2 separate regions of the Mus musculus genome follow, and region 2 is linked to region 1. A link is a contact called in public promoter capture Hi-C data. All regions are on one chromosome and are shown on one strand. The core of a region is the stretch at or near the end of the contact, and the rest is flanking DNA. Distances in the headings are between cores, read along the strand shown. Region 1 overlaps Ppp2r5c (protein phosphatase 2, regulatory subunit B', gamma). Region 2 overlaps Dync1h1 (dynein cytoplasmic 1 heavy chain 1).

Evidence for each region. Capture Hi-C pulls out chosen DNA fragments and counts their contacts.
Region 2: a contact with region 1 is called in a promoter capture Hi-C map of pancreatic islet. The contact joins two enhancer-like sites. A contact is called at or near these places in 1 of 15 datasets of contacts at CTCF or cohesin (large pre-B cells), 4 of 484 Hi-C or Micro-C datasets (LSK cells, embryonic stem cells, hematopoietic stem and progenitor cells and 1 more) and 4 of 9 other capture datasets (adipose tissue, embryonic stem cells, liver and 1 more).

What each region holds. Positions count from the first base shown.
Region 1 is chr12:110,542,869-110,546,786 of GRCm38.p6, forward strand. It overlaps Ppp2r5c (protein phosphatase 2, regulatory subunit B', gamma), which reads left to right. Exons shown (of 16, transcript NM_001373949.1): 5 at 1,207-1,317; 6 at 2,727-2,819; 7 at 2,903-3,033. Among named protein-coding and RNA genes, the nearest start is that of B930059L03Rik, 47 kb to the right of the region's middle. Within about 2 kb of position 2,018, at least 5 of the 459 cell types and tissues checked have an H3K27ac peak or open chromatin away from gene starts, as enhancers often do. A contact at or near this core is called in pancreatic islet, where this site is marked.
Region 2 is chr12:110,663,499-110,667,416 of GRCm38.p6, forward strand. Dync1h1 (dynein cytoplasmic 1 heavy chain 1) reads left to right here. Exons shown (of 77, transcript NM_030238.2): 72 at 1,038-1,249; 73 at 1,585-1,738; 74 at 2,166-2,308; 75 at 2,460-2,628; 76 at 2,796-2,923; 77 at 3,065-3,446. The coding sequence ends at 3,193. Among named protein-coding and RNA genes, the nearest start is that of 1700001K19Rik, 17 kb to the right of the region's middle. Within about 2 kb of position 2,218, at least 11 of the 459 cell types and tissues checked have an H3K27ac peak or open chromatin away from gene starts, as enhancers often do. A contact at or near this core is called in pancreatic islet, where this site is marked.

The DNA of each region.
Region 1 (3,918 bases), core at 768-3,267:
GCCATGCATAACCTCGGCTCTGGGGCATCTAGCAGCCTCTTCATGCTTCCACGGGCACCAGTCAGACATGCAGTACACAGACCATGAAAATAAATCTCTAAGAAGGACAAGGAGGAAGAAGAGGAGGAGGAGGAAACCCAGGGAAGTACCAGGTGCTCATTTGCCTTCTAGGCTCAACTGCTAGGCTCAGCAGCGTCCCAAGAGGTTGTCCTAGAGCTGCCCTTCCCATTTATGTCTGATATTTGGGTTTGCGCTTTTAACAATGTGGGACAAGGACTTTTTTTTTTTTTTTTTTTGGTTTTTTGAGACAGGGTTTCTCTGTGTAGCCCTGGCTGTCCTGGAACTCACTTTGTAGATCAGGCTGGCCTCCAACTCAGCCTGCCTCTGCCTCCCGAGTGCTGGGATTAAAGGCGTGCGCCACCAGGCCCAGCGGACAAGGACTTTTTGATTACCTATAAACTGGAACAGGCATTTGGTGGGTTTATAGTTGTCATAAGATAATAGGTCACATGTAAACAATAAAAACAAAAATAAAATAAAACAAAAAAAAAACAACAACCCTAAATTAATGCCTTAGAAGCTTTGATGTTTCCATCACTGGCCAGTCAAAGTGTTTTGTGCGGGTCCAGTCAGACCAAGTGCTCTGCTCAACCGACCCCTGGATACACAGCCAGACTGTGCGCTGTGAAGTCTCCCTGTGTTCTCAAGCCGTCCTGTTTCCGAAGCCATCTCCGGCTGCCTGAGCAGTCCCTCGTCTGCCTCGTGCTTCCGTGGTTGTTAGGAGGCCAGCGCTGAGCTGTTTTCTCAGTCTTGCTTCTTTAGTCTTCTGTGGCCTTTATCATCTTGTCCTCTTCTCATTTTTCCCTTCCCCACTCACTAGATGTAACGTCTCATATGTCAGCGCGAACCTCTAAGCAGCCTCTGGGGTCAGCTGTCTTGACGGTTTGACAGTTGAGGGTCAGAGTGCCGGTAGCAGTCAGTTGGATGGTCCCCTGCCAGGAAAGGTCTGTTTCAAGCCTCAAGTTTGATCCTGTCTCCTTTGGGCGACCAACACATCTTTTGAATTTTAAGAAAAGTAGAAAAACAGCAACAACCACCAACTTAAGAGTGGGAAGCATCTGTCACTAGGATTATTCAGTGTTTCTTGGATTGTTCTTGGTAATACTCGAGGGTCCTGGTTGTGATCGTGGAATATGTGGGTTTTAGTTTGCAGTTAACATGTTCCGAACCTTGCCACCTTCCTCCAATCCCACGGGAGCAGAATTCGACCCAGAAGAGGATGAACCAACGTTAGAAGCAGCCTGGCCTCATCTGCAGGTACTGGACTTGGCACCAGCTCGGATAGGATGGAGTGTGATGGTGTGTGCTGGGTGAGAGGGCCCAGGGCCACTAGCTGATAGCCAGGGGCTTCTGATCTTCTCAAGGAGTCTCTGGTCTGAAAAGTTTTAGTGGAGGAGAGAGGGGGAAAGAAGGGAGAAGTAGGAAAAGATTGATTAAATAAGTTTGTGAGTTATTGATAGGCTGATTTTATGGACCCATTACACAAGCCAGAGAAGTAGACTGATTTGTGTGCCCTTAGTGATGATGGCAATTTTACTGATGGCACTGAGTTCAGGCTCTGTCCTAGTTAGAGTCTCTATTGCTGTGATGAAACACCATGACCCAAAGCAGGTTGGGGAGGAGAGGGCTTATTTGGCTTACACTTCCACATCACTGTTCATTATCAAAGGAAGTCAGGACCAGAACTCAAAACAGAGCAGGAACCTGGTGTCAGGAGGTGATGCAGAGGCCATAGAGGGTGCTGCTTACTGGCTTGCTTCCATGATTTAGTCAGCCTGCTTTCTCATCGAACCAAGCCCTCCAGCCCTGAGGTGGCTCCACCGCGATGGGCTGGCCCTTCCTCATCAATCAGCAATTAAGAAAATGCACTACAGGCTTGCTCACAGCGTTCTCAATCAAGGCTCGCTCCTCTTAGATGACTGCAGTGGGTGTCAAGTTAATATAAAACTGCCCAGCACAGGTTTAGAGCGTTTCCCAGGCGTGCTCCTGGCTTTCGGTGCCTGGGTCCTAGGCTCCTTGCTGATACCTGGACGATGCACGGCCACTGTTATGAGGCTAGCAGGAGCAAAGCATTTCTGCATGTCTGCATTTCTGCATGTCCTTGGTGAGGGAGGAAACAGAGGGAGGAAGCAAAGTGAGAAAGAAGCCTGGGAAGGAGCCAGATGCCCCACCTGCAAAGCCCCTGGCTTCCACACAGCCCGGGATAGACTGTCCTGCTATCCAGCCCACTGGGCTGTTTATTTACAAAGGGAACCACAGTGGTTGTGGCTCAGTGGCTGTGCTTTGGTGTTCCTCTCTCAGGCAATCCTAAAGTTCTTGTCCACTTAGAACTCCATGATTCATGTAGACGGCAGACTGCAGGCTCTACCCTCAAGTCTGGTCATGGTCCCAGGGGTAGCAGCTAAGCCATGAAAAGCACTGTGTGCCATTTAAGAAATAGTCTGTGGTTCTCACTAAATAAAAGAATTCCAACTGCAGTTATAATTATGCTAAGCCACAGAATTCAGCGTTAATTTTGAATGCATGTGTGGTTTTTCTTAAGTCCAGTGTTTTGAGCAGATAAAGAATGAATTAGAGAGGTGATAAAGAATGAGTTAGAGAGTTGTGCGTGAGCCTGATGAAGTGCCATGTAACTTGACTCACTGTTGTTTTCTTCTTCTTCCTAGCTTGTTTATGAATTTTTCTTAAGATTTTTAGAGTCTCCAGATTTCCAACCCAATATAGCAAAGAAATATATTGATCAGAAGTTTGTATTGCAGGTAAGTTCCCAGCCAGGCGTTCTTCGGCAGCCTTAAGGACAGCATGGCCACTGTCACTAAGTGCCGTTTTATTTTTCTTAAAGCTTCTAGAGCTGTTTGACAGCGAGGATCCTCGGGAGAGAGATTTTCTAAAAACCACCCTGCACAGAATCTATGGGAAGTTCTTAGGCCTGCGTGCTTACATCAGGAAACAGATCAATAATATATTTTATAGGTAAGTCCCCCGTGTGGTTCTCATCCACCCTTGCTGCTGTCACATCAAAGATGCGGAGGGAAACTGAGTCATGTGCTCATGTCCCCACCACGCCACCGCTCATGCTACACACACACACACACACACACACACACCCATGTCTTACTGCATTCCCTACCCTTGCTGGGTTCCTACAGAGTTGTCCAGTTGCTCACAATGTAGATGCTTCTGTCCCAGGCACCTGCTTGCTACCTTGTTATTCCTGCTCAGTTCCAGGCAAGACAGGAAGGAGGAGGAGGCGGCAAGGAAGTCGGCAGCCTTTGCCTTCGAGGATCTGGGAAGTAGATGAACAGTTTGAGGGCCAGCCAAACACAGAGAGGAGAGCCTGGCAGCTGGCAGACAAGACAGCTTTCCTATCTATGCCCAGACTTGGGACTTCAGGATCTAAGAATGACCACAGACCTGCCTGTCCCCACAACCCCCAGCTCAGAAAGGACAAATACATTGGTGGCTGTGACCCCAGCTGTCTTATCTCTACCTGCCTCTCCCCCATCCCTGTCTCATCTCTGACCACGCCTCATGACTCTTTAAGTTCTAATATCCCAGGTGAGCATGCAGGTCTATACCTATAATAACACGGCTCCGGAGGCCGAGGCAGGAAGATTGCCACAGCTTCATCTACATAGAGGCCCTAGTGAGCCAGGGCTCCATTCACGTGGTCCATGTCACTGCTGCTGTCTGGTTAACATGTGCAGCCATCCTAAGTTATAGCTATGCTTCCAGGGTCTGGCCTCCCCAGACTGTGCAGCCCTGTGTTACCCTAGGCTGCACTGCTGCCCTACCTTGCCTTGAGCCCTCAGATTTCCTTCCTCAAGAAGTCCACATGGGCTGACATGGTTCCTGCTC
Region 2 (3,918 bases), core at 968-3,467, 120 kb after region 1:
AACACAGCATACCTTGTATTAAGTCAGTTTTACTTTTCACGGCATTGGTGGTAGAATCCAGAGCCTAACAAGCTAGGCAGAGCTCTGAGAGCAAGCCCCCACACAGTCAACAACCATTTAGAGCCAGGCTTTGTAACTCATCCCTGAGATGCCAGCACCCACGGGTAATAGGGTAGAGAGTTCTAGGCTAACCTGGATGACATGGGACACTTTTAAAAACAGCAGGTGAGGTGACTCAGCAGCAGCAACATAGCACCAGCCTGCTACACCCTGTCCTTGTCCTTCTGGTGGTCTGACCTGACCCTTATGGGAAGGCTAAGAAAACAGGCAGGGCTAGTGCAGGCATTCAGAAGTAGGTGAAGCAAGATGAAGTGTTCCCAGCTACCTCCTCCTATGGAGAACGCTCTGAGAGCTTGCCTGTTGTCTGGGAGGAGGTGACCATGAGAAGGTGGGGGTGTCCATGGACAGTAGGAAGTGAGCGGCTGTGACATGGATTTAGTGTGAAGATGAGTGTCTGGTCTGGAGGCTGAGCGGCTCCCTGTGGGGTTGGATGCAGTCTCTCCAGCACACAGGCTGATTGGTTCTCAGTGCTGGTGTCACTTGACCCAGCGCTTCCCTAAGCCCTGTACCCATCAACACTGTCAAGAACCAGGGCATTGCCCAGCTTCTCCACCTTTCTTTGCACAGTCCAGAGAGCAGGGAGCCTCAGCAGCCTGGGCATCAATTCCCAAGTGTGAGGGACAGGCCTAGCACCAGTGTGCTTTTAGTAACGTGGCATTTGTGTGAGCAGAGTTCAGAAGAGTCCCAGTGGCCATCACAAACCCCTAGCAGGGTCTGCCTTTAGGCTGAGTGAGGCTTCTGAGGCCTGCAGGCTACAGCCTCACAGCACACAACCAGGCCATTGGGTCTGGCTTTGTCTTAATTGCCCTGGGGTAGACGTGTGGCACGAGGACAGCCTACAGGCTGCCGTGGTGAGCTGATGGTCAAACAGCTCTTGGCCTGTCCACTGAAGTCCTCCCCACCCGGGCCTGGCCTAGGCGTGGACATGATCAGCAAGATGCTGAAGATGCAGATGCTGGAGGACGAGGATGACCTGGCCTACGCAGAGACGGAGAAGAAGGCAAGGACGGACTCCACCTCCGATGGCCGTCCAGCCTGGATGAGGACACTGCACACCACGGCGTCCAACTGGCTGCACCTCATCCCACAGACACTGAGCCCCCTGAAGCGCACCGTGGAGAACATCAAGGTAGCTGGGCTGGGCTCAGCGTGCTGCTCCCCAGGCAGGCAGATCTCTGAGTTCGAGGCTAGCTTGGTCTACAGAGTGAGTTCCAGGATAGCCAGGGCTATATAGAGAAACCCTGTCTCGAAAACCCAAAATACAAAAAAAAAAGAATGGCCACCGCTTTAATTAAACTCTTTGAAAGCTGTGATCTGAGAGGGGCAGAGAAATTCATCAGGCCAGGGCCACACTGCACTCTGGCCAGCTCCCAAAAAGGTCTGGTCAAAAGCTCTGGTGCTGCTCCCAGGTGTGCCTTGTCTCTGCACAGAGCCCGTCCTTAGCCCTCTTCTCTCTGGCTTTAGGATCCTTTGTTTAGGTTCTTTGAGAGAGAAGTAAAGATGGGGGCCAAGTTACTCCAAGATGTGCGCCAAGATCTTGCTGACGTCGTTCAAGTGTGCGAGGGGAAAAAGAAGCAGACAAACTACCTGCGCACGCTCATCAATGAGCTGGTGAAAGGTGCTGATGGGGTGTGCGGCTGGGAGCTGGTCTGCCACTGTCCACACCCCATGTGCGGGCACACTGCAGTCCCCAGGCCACACGTGTCTCTTTCAGGCTTCCTCAATAGTGGGGGTCTTAGCAACGCCCCTGGTTTTCCCTAGGTTTTCCACAGGCAGCTCCTGTGACTTTCAGGGTTAATGCAGTGAAGAGGACAGAGGGGTGGGCGGGGCCTGGTCCAGACACACTGCACGCTGCAACACCTCTAAGCAGGCACCCCACACTACTGAGACAGCTTTGCCCAGGGCCTTCCTGGTTGTGGACAGAACACCAGGCGCAGCCAGGAGAGCGGGCTGTGGTGTGCAGATGCTGCCAGCCTGAGCCACGTCTGCAGAGGGGGACTTGGCAGAACTAGTGCTGAGGCCTGCGGCTCTCTTCCTTGCTGCAGGGATCTTGCCTCGGAGCTGGTCCCATTACACAGTGCCTGCAGGCATGACTGTGATCCAGTGGGTGTCAGATTTCAGCGAGAGGATCAAACAGCTGCAGAACATCTCACAAGCAGCTGCATCTGGTGGTGCCAAGGAACTGAAGGTGGGCATGCATGGCCCGGGGTAGGGGGGTAGGGTCAGGAGTGGCACTGATTGTCCTGGACTTGGGTAGAAAGTGTTCTTTCTCGATGGCACTAAGGACAACCAGGGCCTGTACCTGACCTGCTCTCCTTTCCACCGCACTGTTTGCACAGAACATCCACGTGTGCCTGGGTGGCCTGTTTGTACCTGAGGCCTACATCACTGCCACCAGACAGTATGTGGCACAAGCTAACAGCTGGTCCCTGGAGGAACTCTGCCTGGAAGTCAATGTCACCGCCTCACAGAGTGCCACCCTTGATGCCTGCAGCTTTGGAGTCACAGGTGAGCTGGCGTCTGATCTCTCAGCCTGGCCTTTCTGTGAAACCTGTTTCCAAATGAATGTACCCAAAGTGTCTGGGCAGAGCCGCCCAGCTGAGCCTGTGGGTGTCCTGGAAGCCGAGCTGTGTGGCTCTGTATGGCTTCAGCCCCTTCTCCACATCTCCTCACAGGTCTGAAGCTCCAAGGGGCCACGTGCAGCAACAACAAGCTATCACTCTCCAATGCCATCTCCACAGTCCTCCCCCTCACACAGCTGCGCTGGGTGAAACAAACAAGCGCCGAGAAGAAGGCCAGCGTGGTAAGTGTCGTGGCCTCGCTCTTTGGCTCTGCCGTGCTGGGACTCTACTTGTGTGCAAACAACTGCACCCCAGCCCTGGACCCCCATGGGAGCTTGTCCCTAGAGCTGATGAACAGTAAAGTCCCTCTGTCTGTCTCACAGGTGACCTTACCTGTCTACCTGAACTTCACCCGGGCAGACCTCATCTTCACCGTGGACTTTGAAATTGCTACAAAGGAAGATCCTCGCAGCTTCTATGAGCGTGGAGTTGCCGTTCTGTGCACTGAGTAAAGCTAGACTTTTCTCCAGTCCTCTTTCTGGAATAGGAAACTCCCAATATTTAACCTTCATTCATCCTTAACGGTGTGGAAGGGTTGATGGACTGGAAAGCAAGTGGTTGGTTCGCGTTGGCGGGTGACAGGTGCTGCGGTTGGAGACGGTGGGATGGGAGAAGAGAAGAGTGCGCTGTCCGAGGGCTGACCGAATGGCTGGGTTTAGTAAATAAAACACTAAGCATGACGGGCTCCCGCCTCTTGCCGCTCTGCTCAGTCTGCTGTGGGAATCCTTGCGTCCCAGCCCACCTCACCTTTGTCACCGTGGTCACAGATGCAGAAGCAACAGGGTGAGACCAGGAAAGCTGCACCTCCTCCCTGAGGCCTGGCAGCAACTCTGTTCGTGACTGACACCCCTATCCCTGGGGACCTTCTCTCTCTCAGACCTAAGCCCTGCCACCAGTCCATCCTCCCACACTTCCTTTCCACATGACCTGTGGTGAGAGAGTGGCCTCGTCCCACAGGAAGGGTGACAATTAGCCTGGTCCTAGCAACTCAGGATCTCTAAATCCCTCTGACTGTGTGGTACAGGGTGGGCAGAGGCTGTTGTCGTAGCTGTTAAGGACTCCTTAGCACAGAGAGGCACTGTCCTAACTCCCTTCTCTGGGAGAAGACACAGCAGGTTCCTCTGCAGGAGGAAAAGCCTGTGTTCTCTTAAGGAACCTAGGGGTGGTGCAGGTGACA